Regions from separate parts of the Sus scrofa genome. Here all the other regions are linked to region 3. A link is a contact called in public HiChIP or PLAC-seq data. All regions are on one chromosome and are shown on one strand. Each heading gives the region's core, a stretch centred on a gene start, on an enhancer-like site or on the middle of the called end of the contact. The rest is flanking DNA. Distances are from core to core; before and after follow the strand shown. Region 1 overlaps CHST11 (carbohydrate sulfotransferase 11). Region 2 overlaps CHST11 (carbohydrate sulfotransferase 11). Region 3 overlaps C5H12orf45 (chromosome 12 open reading frame 45 ortholog).

What was found. HiChIP or PLAC-seq counts read pairs in DNA pulled down with a chosen protein or histone mark.
Region 1: an H3K27ac HiChIP or PLAC-seq map of alveolar macrophages shows a contact between it and region 3. The contact joins two enhancer-like sites. A contact is called at or near these places in 1 of 5 promoter capture datasets (liver) and 1 of 2 datasets of contacts at active chromatin or transcription factors (alveolar macrophages).
Region 2: a contact with region 3 is called in an H3K27ac HiChIP or PLAC-seq map of alveolar macrophages. The contact joins two enhancer-like sites. A contact is called at or near these places in 1 of 5 promoter capture datasets (liver) and 1 of 2 datasets of contacts at active chromatin or transcription factors (alveolar macrophages).

The regions. Positions count from the first base shown.
Region 1 is chr5:79,998,258-80,001,544 of Sscrofa11.1, reverse strand. All of the region lies in intron 1 of CHST11 (carbohydrate sulfotransferase 11), which reads left to right. Among named protein-coding and RNA genes, the nearest start is that of CHST11, 69 kb to the left of the region's middle. Within about 2 kb of position 1,839, at least 3 of the 83 cell types and tissues checked have an H3K27ac peak or open chromatin away from gene starts, as enhancers often do. A contact at or near this core is called in alveolar macrophages, where this site is marked.
Region 2 is chr5:80,019,493-80,022,877 of Sscrofa11.1, reverse strand. The region is part of intron 1 of CHST11 (carbohydrate sulfotransferase 11); the gene reads left to right. Among named protein-coding and RNA genes, the nearest start is that of CHST11, 48 kb to the left of the region's middle. Within about 2 kb of position 2,032, at least 10 of the 83 cell types and tissues checked have an H3K27ac peak or open chromatin away from gene starts, as enhancers often do. A contact at or near this core is called in alveolar macrophages, where this site is marked.
Region 3 is chr5:79,566,357-79,569,854 of Sscrofa11.1, reverse strand. All of the region lies in intron 2 of C5H12orf45 (chromosome 12 open reading frame 45 ortholog), which reads left to right. Among named protein-coding and RNA genes, the nearest start is that of C5H12orf45, 7.9 kb to the left of the region's middle. Within about 2 kb of position 1,909, at least 6 of the 83 cell types and tissues checked have an H3K27ac peak or open chromatin away from gene starts, as enhancers often do. A contact at or near this core is called in alveolar macrophages, where this site is marked.

The DNA of each region.
Region 1 (3,287 bases), core at 590-3,089, 430 kb before region 3:
TTCGGGCCTCACCCACGGAAGTTCCCAGGCTCAGGGTTGAATCAGAACTGCAATTGCTGGCCACGCCACAGCCACAGCCATGTGGGATCTGAGCCACATCTTCCGCCGACACCCCAGCTCATGGCAACGCTGTGACCTAGGCTGCAGCTGGTGGCAACACCAGATCCCTAACCCATGGAGTGAGGTCAGGGAACAAACCCACATCCTCGTAGATGCTAGGTTGGGTTCTTAACCCGCTGAGCCACAATGGGAATTCCAAAGGATTTTTTTAAGATGCTCGATTGCATAGCAAAATTTCAGTGCAAATGGTGAGGCAAGTAAACCTCCTTTCCCTCTCTCTTCATCTGATAACGCAGGGAGGAACTGCTTTTACCAACCGCTCTGTTCACTGGGCTGCTATAAGTTCCCTGGGGACCGTGCAGCAAGGGGTGGGGTGGGGTGGGGGTGGGGGTGGGGGCTGGGTCCCCAGGGGCTTTTTTTCCCCTGCCACTTCTTGGATATGGAAACCGAGATCTGGAAAAATTTCTGCGACTTTGTCAGGTCATAAGAAAAGTCAATGAGTGAACCAGACTCTATGTTGCTTTTCCTTTGGTGTCTAGATAGACAGAATTTTAAAATCACTCCTCACTCTCAGTACTATTGGGGCTTTGTAGTTGTTCTTGGCTTTGAAAACTGGTAAGAGAAGAATGACGACTTGGCTGTTTTTTGAGTCAATGCACTTGACAGCCTTTCCTTGTGCTGCTGTGTCCTCAGGACTGACTTTGCAATTCCTTCTGAATTGTGCTGCACTGTAGGATCCACCAAGGGGAACCTGGCCTTTTGGAGGGGGGGAGAGAAGATTAAAGAAGCCTAGAAATGCAACAAGCCTGTCACCGGGCTTAGAGGACCTCTGTCTTGGACTGAAATAGCTGTGTCTGCAGCCCTTGAGAATCTTTCCCATTTCATTGTAGTGCTCAGATCCACACTGTGGAGGAAATAAGATGTAAATGGAGAGATGACAAAGTCTCCACCTGAGCTTCCCTGAGTCTGGGGAAGGAGATGAAGGGCAAGTTCATTCCCCAGAGTCTGGAATGGCCAAGGGTAGCCAAGGAGGTGTGCCTACTCACCCTTGGCCGCAGAGATTGTTAAGTCTGGCCTAAAATATTGGGAGTTGGTCACATTCCTTCCGTGATTTGGGTAGGCTGGTTGTGTGGCAGGCAGGTGTCATATACGTACATACATACACACACACACACACACACACACACACACACACATACACATATATATATATATATTTGTTAAGATATAGTTGATTCCACAGTGTTGTGTTAGTTTCGGGTGTACAGCAAAGTGACTCGGGATATATATAGTCTTCTCTTCTTTCCTGTTATAGGTCGTTATAAGATACTGAATATAGTTCCCTCTACAGGGACATGTCCTATTCTAATCCCTGGAATCTGGTTGGCTTGTTCAATAAGATCCTGCCATTTGCCTAACAAGAGTCTTGTTTCTCTGGACCCCGGTGTCCCCTTTGGTAAAATGAAGACAACCATAGTAGCTACTTTATGAAGCTGCATATGGATTAAACCAGACAGTGCATGTAAAGTCTATATAGCATTATATGTAGCACAGAGTTTTTATTCATTCAGCTCTTTTGAGAGCCTCAAAATAACAGTTGCTTCAAAAAGACGAAAGTTTATTTCTCTCTGACGTAAGGCCAGGGTAGAGGGCCCAGGAGGGTTATGGAAGTTGCAGAATGACTCAGCTTCCTTTACCTTGTTGCCCTTAATATGTGCCTTCTATTTCAAGGTCCAAGATGGCTGCTTTAGTTCCTGCCATCACTTCTGTATTCCAGCCAAGAAGGGGAAAAGGGAAGTGGAGGGTGTGGCCTGAAAGTTACCTACTGTCTTACTCCACTGGCTACAGCTTAGTCATATTATTCAAAAGTGAATTAGGGAAATTTTAGTCTTTAGCTGGGTACTTAACTAAAAACTCTGTTACTATGTAAAAAAGAGAGATTGAGTATTAGGGATCAGTTGGCGATTTCTGTTCAAGAGTGTTCAATAAATGTAGTTTTTACCACCACCGCCACCACCACCGTCATTACCGCAGTTGTCACAATCATTAGCATTTCTGCTCTTAACCTACAAGATCATCCTCCATGAACTCACTTCCTGATTTGCTCCTTCCCTTCCACTTAAGACCATCTAAGCTTGCACTTCTTTGTACTTCCATCGCAGCTTGTACTTTTTTCCATGGCACAATTTGTTCCATGTCCATGTTCTTCTGACACCTTATACCTAGAGGATGGCGCCACAACCACAGCCCTCCAATATCCCATGTGACAGAAAATGGATGCGAAAGCTGGTGAAGACACGGGCGCTTTAGGAATAGGGGAGACTCGATCATCAAGTCTTGATGCATTTGTCAGCTTAATTAAAATATTGCAGGAAGAGTTGATGAAAGGAAAAAAAGAGACTAACTGCCTTTAAATGTAGGTCAGGAATGTTTCCCTTTTCCACTGACTGGCTTGTGAGCCTGTCCTGAGGATGCCAAGAATCTCCATGGAGCTCTTCTCAAAGTTCTTAGTCTGGATATCTAGCCTCCTGACTCTCCTTTGGGGTTTCCACGGTATGATAGGCCCAACATCCTTGGCCCTGGAAGGATGTGGCAGTTGAGTTTCTTCTATTCCAGAGGCACTTGAAATAAAATGAAGGGATTTGTTCTATAGCCTCTTATTGATGATTTGAATGCTCTGCAAGAATCTTTCCTGGTGGAGATGGTTCATGGAGAAATCGCATAGATTTAGAATTTATTAAAGTGTTGAGGAAGCTAGATGCCACTTTCCTGCCATAAATCCCATGGAGGCTCTTTTCATGGAGCCCTAGCCAGCCTCCATGGTTTCCATTAGCCACATCTCACCTCCTTATCTGTCTTCTCCTTTCTCCTTTTAAAACTATGGTGTCAGAAAGTGACATTCTTCTAGGAAGAATTGTGCTAAGATTATAACCTTGCTTCTTTCTACCAAGTCACTTATCTTGAAAGATGAAGGACCATGGAGACGAGGGACTGGGAAATCCCCAGACAGAAGCATTGAAAGTCATTGTCCTTTTTTTTTTTCCCCCATCTCTCCCTCATCCTTTTCTCCTCTGAGTTGATGCTCCCTGAGAAATCGCTGGGCAATTTCTCTCCATTCTGTTCCTTCTGTTACGGTTCTAGTCAGACCTTCAGGATCCCCTGCCAGGACTGTTGCAGTCATGTTCTGGTTTCCCAGTTTCCTGCCTCTCCCCCATCCCGTGCATGTT
Region 2 (3,385 bases), core at 783-3,282, 450 kb before region 3:
TGGCACATGGAGGTTCCCAGGCTAGGGGTCTAATTGGAGCTGTAGCTTCTGGCCTACACCACAGCCACAGCAACAGGGGATCTGAGCCAAATCTGCGACCTACACCACAGCTCACGGCAACACCAGATCCTTAACCCACTGAGCAAGGCCAAGGATCGAACCTGCAACCTCATGGTTCCTAGTCAGATTCGTTAACCACTGCACCACAATGGGAAACACTTCACAGTTTGTTAAGACAAGCAAACCCTCACCTCCCCAATCATCATTCTTATGTTTTTGTTGTGGATATGATCACCATGTGGGAAAATGGGATGGTAGTGTTGGAAGATCTCTCCTGTGATTGTTGAGTTGGTGGGACAGTCCTTCTAAGAGCTGACTCACCATTTTACCACCATCATCGTCACCTCCGGCACAACCAGAATCATTGTTACCACCTTTTGAACCCTGCCCAATCATCTCTTTGATGACTTTCCTAACCAGCTTCTCCCAAACAAATGATAGCCCTCTGCTATCTTGTATCTTACACGTGCTTCTGTTCTATCATGCTGTTTGACGTCCAGTGTTTGTTGATGGGTCTCCTGTTTGCCCCTCTCTAAGGGGGCAGAAAACATGTCTCTGTACCTTAGTATCTAGAAGAGAACCTTTTACATACCATGAGTTATATACCACGAGGAACTATTGGCATAGGAGTTTTAGGTCACCCTTGATAACCTTGTTCTAAGTCCAGAGACTATGAGAGAAGCCTCCAGGCTGCTATAGTTTCAGAGGCATGTGCTAAGAGTAGTATTCACAAGTGATGCAGGACACTGGATTCCATGGATAGGATGTTTTAGGAAGCTGCAGAGCAAGGAGGGGCACTTAGATGCTTATGAATGGACTCTTCATGACTGCCTGTATTATTTAAGGTAACTTTTAGCCTCTGTATCATAAATCCTCACATCTCAGTAAATAAACTCCAGAAAAGTTTCTCACTTATGCAGCAGTCTAGGAGCTGGCTGGGCAGCTCTCCTCCATCTGGTGTTTCAGGGACCCAGGCTCCTTCCATTTTGTTGATCTGCCATTTTCAACAGAAGGCTTCCAAGGTCACTCTGAAGGTCACCTCAGTGAGTTGCTGAGCCAGCCTTGGAATGGGCTCCCATCACTTCTGCTCCCATTCTGCTGGCCAGAGCTTGGTCTCCGTAGGGCGGGGAAATGCAGTAGCTCTATGTTCACTTTCTATTTAGCAAGACCTCCTGTGACAGTGTTTATTCAAGAGACATGCAGCATTCTTTTTTCTTGCTTTCTTTTTTTAGCACCTCTCTGATTTTCCACTGTTAAGCCAATTTTAACCAAATCCTACTTCCATTTCATGCAACATTGGGTTTCAGTCTGCGGCAGCCCTGTGACAAAATGGGCATCTTTGAACCAGGGAGGAGGGATTGGAGGATGTGAGCTGTTGTTTATGCTTTATGCTCATTGCTCCATGCCTTTCTCGGAACACAGTTAACTTTACCCTAACTGACTGTATGTATGGTATTGCTAGCTGGCAGCTTCAGTGCCCATCTTGCTTGGTTTAAAATCCTTTGAGATCAGCAAGGACCAAGTGTTCTTTCGGGAGCAGAATTTCATCTCCAGGGAGCTGGTGACTATTGAGTTTAGTGATGGCAGCAGAACGTTGCTTCCTCCTCCTCCTCGTTGCAGAAACATTGTTTGTACATCATGTCTTCCATAATCAATACAAGTGAGGCATTAAGGAGAGGATCTCTTGTTCGGCAGACAAAGCTTTCTCTTTGTTGGGATTGAGATGCTCAGCTAATTTCCTGGGAGTGTATTTATGAGAAGGCGGTTTGTGATTCTTGCAAGCGTACATGCGAGGTTCTTGAATTTTTTTTTTTTTTCCCCCACCCTGGAGACATCAACAACCCCATTGTATTCTTTGTAAAGTATCTTGGTAGCTTGTAATTTAAAGATTGCACCCATGAGAGTTCCTCATTTTATAGATTTGGGGAATTTGTACATACTTTAAAAGGAACTTGAAACATGACCTTTAAACATGAACTTTTAAAAACGAAACCTTAAGCAGGAACATCGCACTTGAAAGAGTAACCAACCTCTCGTGTTAGGTGTGAAACTGCCAAAGATCAAAGCATTATCAAAGATGAATTTTTTTAGACTTTGTATGTGGAATTTCACTGAGAATAAGTTGGATAAAATGCCAGAGAGCTCTGGGGCCAAACCCTTGGTTCAGTCAGTCTCTACCCATGTGGAGTTTACAGCTTAAATTCCCTCCCCCTCTGGAAAAGCACACTTCATTGCTTTTGTTTAGTAATAGAAACTTTCTCCTCTCCCCCACTGCTCCCCTCACCTGCCTTCAGAAAAGCAGGTGCTTACTTGATGTCATCACTTAGGAAATTCTGTTTACAGTTCCCATTTGTGGGGCTGGCCTGCAAAGCTTATTTGGCACTTGGGTATCAAGATGCCAATTTCTGCCTTCCTGCCTTTTCTCAAGGGCTGTGCTGGGTGGCATCATGAGATCTTGCTGGCGATCTTCTTGGTCCCTTTTTCACTGAGTTTGAGTCCACATCATGTTAGATTAAGTCAGTAGACCGTCCGTGGTATAGTTGGGCCATGCGTGGCCAATTTCATGGCTTTGTGTAGCTGGCTGAATGTGCAGCTACCTTGTCTCATTCATGAAATGGTTTTAAAATATGTCGGGGAGTTCCCGTCGTGGCTCAGTGATTAACGAATCCGACTAGGAACCATGAGGTTGCGAGTTCTATCCCTGGCCTCGATCAGTGGATTAAGGATCCGGCGTGTTGCCGTGAGCTGTGGTGTAGGTTGTAGATGCGGCTTGGATCCCGCATTGCTGTGGCTCTGGTGTAGGCTGGCGGCTACAGCTCCGATTCGACCCCTAGCCTGGGAACCTCCATATGCTGCAGGTGCGGCCCTAAAAAAAAACAACCAAAAAAACCCACTTTGGAACTGAGATGTTATGGTTGGCAAATTTACTAGTCAATGGAAGGGACTGAGGCTTGTCTAGAGTCTGACCTTACGGGAATTATTTATCTCCGCTGAGCCTCCATTTCTCCACTCAGAGACTGGGTCTGTTAATTTTTTTGCTTTCCTTGTTAAAGTTGTTGGGAGATTGTATCTAAGGTTCCCCAACTGTAATTAACATACACAGGACTCAGTAAGTGACAACTACTAGAAATTATTACCGTTATATAGAAAAATCACTATCAGTGAGAGACTTGAAAATAGCCATGGTAGAAATAAAATGAAATAGAATATCAAGGGCAGGGATTTTTCTGGTATCACTTCATTTTTAATGATCTATAGCATCCCTTGTGGAGGCAAATCCATAGCAGCTGGTACCTGTGGTACCCTTAGGGTGCCTATTATTTGC
Region 3 (3,498 bases), core at 660-3,159:
TGCCTGTGGAATGGATTAGCAATGAGATCCTGCTGTGTAGCACTGGGAACTATGTCTAGTCACTTATGATGGAGCATGATAATGTGAGAAAATAGAATGTGTACATGTATGTGTAACTGGGTCATCATGCTGTATAGTAGAAAAAAAATTGTATTGGGGAAATAACAATTTAAAAAAAAGAAGAGAAGAGAAAAAAATTTCTAAACTGTTTTCAAAGTTGAATATACAATCTTGTGTTCCCACTGGCCAGGTATGAGAGTTTAGCTGCTGTACATTCTCACAAGCTGTGTTAAAGTGTGTCATCTTAATTTTAGCTATTCTGGTGTGCATGTTATGATTATACATTGTGACCTTAATTTGTTTTTCCCTAGTGACTAAGATATTGAACATCTTTTCATGTTTATTCACCATTTATGTCTTTGTTGTGTGTTCATATCTTTAGCCCATTTTAAAAAACAAGGTGTTTATATTATTGATAAACACCATTTCTTAGAGTGCAGACCTGCTGCTGATGAATTTACTAGCTTTTGTATCTCCAAGAAAGTATTTTGCTTTTGATTTCAAAAGGTGTCATTAATGGATGCAGAATTCTAGGTTGACAGGTTTTTTTTATCTTTAGGTTTTTTGTGTTTTTTTTTGTTTTTTTGTTTGTCTTTTTGCCTTTGCTAGGGCTGCTCCTGCGGCATATGGAGGTTCCCAGGCTAGGGGTCTAATCGGAGCTACAGCCACTAGCCTACCCCATAGCCACAGCAACGTCAGATCCAAGCTGCGTCTGAGACCTACGCCACAGCTCATGGCAACGACGGATCCTTAACCCACTGAGCGAGGCTGGGGATCGAACTCACAACCTCATGGTTTTTAGTCGGATTCGTTTCCGCTGTGCCACAGCGGGAGCCCCATCTTTCAATATTTTTGAGATGTTGCTCTACTGTCTTTTGGACTTGTATGGTTTTTGATGCTATCATTCTCATCTTTGTCTTGTGTAGATTTCTTTTTTTCTCTGGCTGTTTGTACAGTGTTCTTCTTTTTCCCTGATTTTTTACCAATTTGATGGTGATGTGCCTTGTAGTTTTCTTTGTGATTCTTGAGTTTGGGTTTGTTGAACTTGGATCTGTGAATTTATAATTTTTTTTTTCAAATTTGGGAAATTTGGGGTCATTTTTGTAGGTTTTTTTTTTACGTCCCCCTTCTCTCTCACTAAGGGACTCCAGTTACACATAATTTTGCTACTTGAAATTGTCTCACAGCTCACTGATGCTTGGTTTTGTTTTGTAGGGGCTTTGTGGTTGTTGTTTTCACTCTTATTTTTGTGTGTATGTGTGTGTGTGTTTCATTTTGAGTAGTTTCTGTTGTTATGTCCTCAAGTTCACTAATCTTTTCTATTGTCTAATCTGCTGCTTACACCCATCCAGTTTATTTTTCAGGTCAAGTATTGTAGTTTTTATCTCTGGAATTCCACTTTCTGTCTTTTTTTATATCTTTCATTTATTTCCTCATTGTGAGAAATGAGAAGAATTTTCTTATTTTTCTCTGCTTTCTTGAATATGTATATATAATATATTTTTATTTTAACATAAATATGTTTTAACATTCTTATTGCTGATTCTGTAATCTCTGTCATTTCTGGATCTATTTCTATTGACTTTTTCTTTTTATGGATTATATTCCCCTGCTTATTTGCATGCTTGGTAATTTGGATGCTGGACATTTCAAATTTATCTTGTAAGCTAGATTATGTTTTCTTCTGTTTAAAAGAACTATAACTGGCCTAGTTTCAGAGTTTAGCATGTACTCTTCTAGAAACGTTTGGCTTTTCAGAGTTATGGTTCATGCCACTTGTAGGTGCATGTTTTGTTCCACATGATTCATTTTTTAAAAACAAAAGCAGAACAAAATCTGGCCTGATCATCCTCTTGTGGTAAAGATTTATGTCATTGGAGTTCCCTTGTGCACAGCGGGTTAAGGATCCAGCATAGTCACTGGGGTGGCCCAGGTCGCTGCTGTGGTATGGGTTCAATCCTTGGCCCAGGAACTTCCACATGCTGCAGGTGTGCCACCCCCCACCCCTATACCTTTATTTTTATAGGTCACTTATCTTACTGTGTGTTTAAAGAGGTGTGAGAGCTAATTTTTATTCAGTATTTAGTATGTGCCAGGCATTGTATGGGGCTTTGTGTGTGTGTAACCTCACTGAATCCTTCCAGCAGTCCTATTTTACGATTAAAGGCCATTTCTTGACCTTCACCACCGTTTTCTTCTTTTCCTCCTTACTCTGGATATTTTAGTCAGCTCTTGTGTGACTACACTGGTGACCTAACAAATCTGAGAGCCCGTTATGTGCATGGTTATGTGCTGGGCCGCTTTTTAAATTTTTTTTCTTTTGACGTTTTAGGGCTGCACCTATGGCACATGGAGGTTCCCAGGCCAGGGGTCTAATTGGAGCTGTAACCACCAGCCTATGCCACAGCCACAGTAGCCCAGGATCCAAGCCGCATCTGTGACCTACACCACAGCTCACAGCAATGCCAGATCCTTAACTCACTGAGCGAGGCCAGGGATCAAACCCGAAACCTCATGGTTCCTAGTCGGATACGTTTCCGCTGCACCACGATGGGAATTCCTGGGCCTCTTTTGAGAGCTAAAGATATGAGATATCCCTTGTGTATTGACTCCCCTGTACTTAGCACAGTGTTACACTGATGAGTAAAGTGGGGTTTTGAATGAGTAAATGTGTTAGTTAGGACTCCTGTGGTTGCAGATGACTAAAACAACCAGCTCAGGTTGCCTTCAGCCAAAAAAAGAAATAACGTTGACTCATTTTGTTGGGGAAAAAACAGCCCAGTGATTTCAGCTACACCTGCACCCAGGTGCTTGGTATCATCAGACAGATGCTTTGTATCTGAGTTGCTCTGTATCTTAGTTCTGCTTTCCTAGGTGTTGGCTTCATCTAGAACAAGCTCTCCCCAGCAGGTGGCAAGTGGACCAGTTTAGGAGCAGCTCCAGGCTTACATTCAGCAGCTCACGGATACTTTTCCTCTGAAAGAAGGGTATCTTTCTCAACAGGTCAAACCGAAGTCCCAGAGTGATCTCTTTTGGGCCTGACAGATCAGTGTCACTGAACCAGATCGCAGTGACCAAGAGTGTGGAACATGTCAGCAAGAATGGGGGTAGGGACAAGAGTGCGGAAGACTCTTGACAGAGTTTAAAAGGAAAGTGAGGGTTTTGTTTTCAGAAGAAAAGGGAACAGATGTTGGGCAGGTAAAAACAACCACTGCTTTATTAACATGCCCAAGGCAACTCAGATGGTAAGAGGTGGAACTGGGGTTCCATTAATAACCTCATCAGTCTGACCCCAAAACCTCAGCTTCCTGCATTTAACTATTAAATCCTATTGTCTACTACTTAAGCAGTGACTATTTGTTGAAAGCCAGCCTTGTAGACATTTCCAGTTCTGAGGATATATGAAAAACACAAAACAATGAGAAATAACTGCTGAAT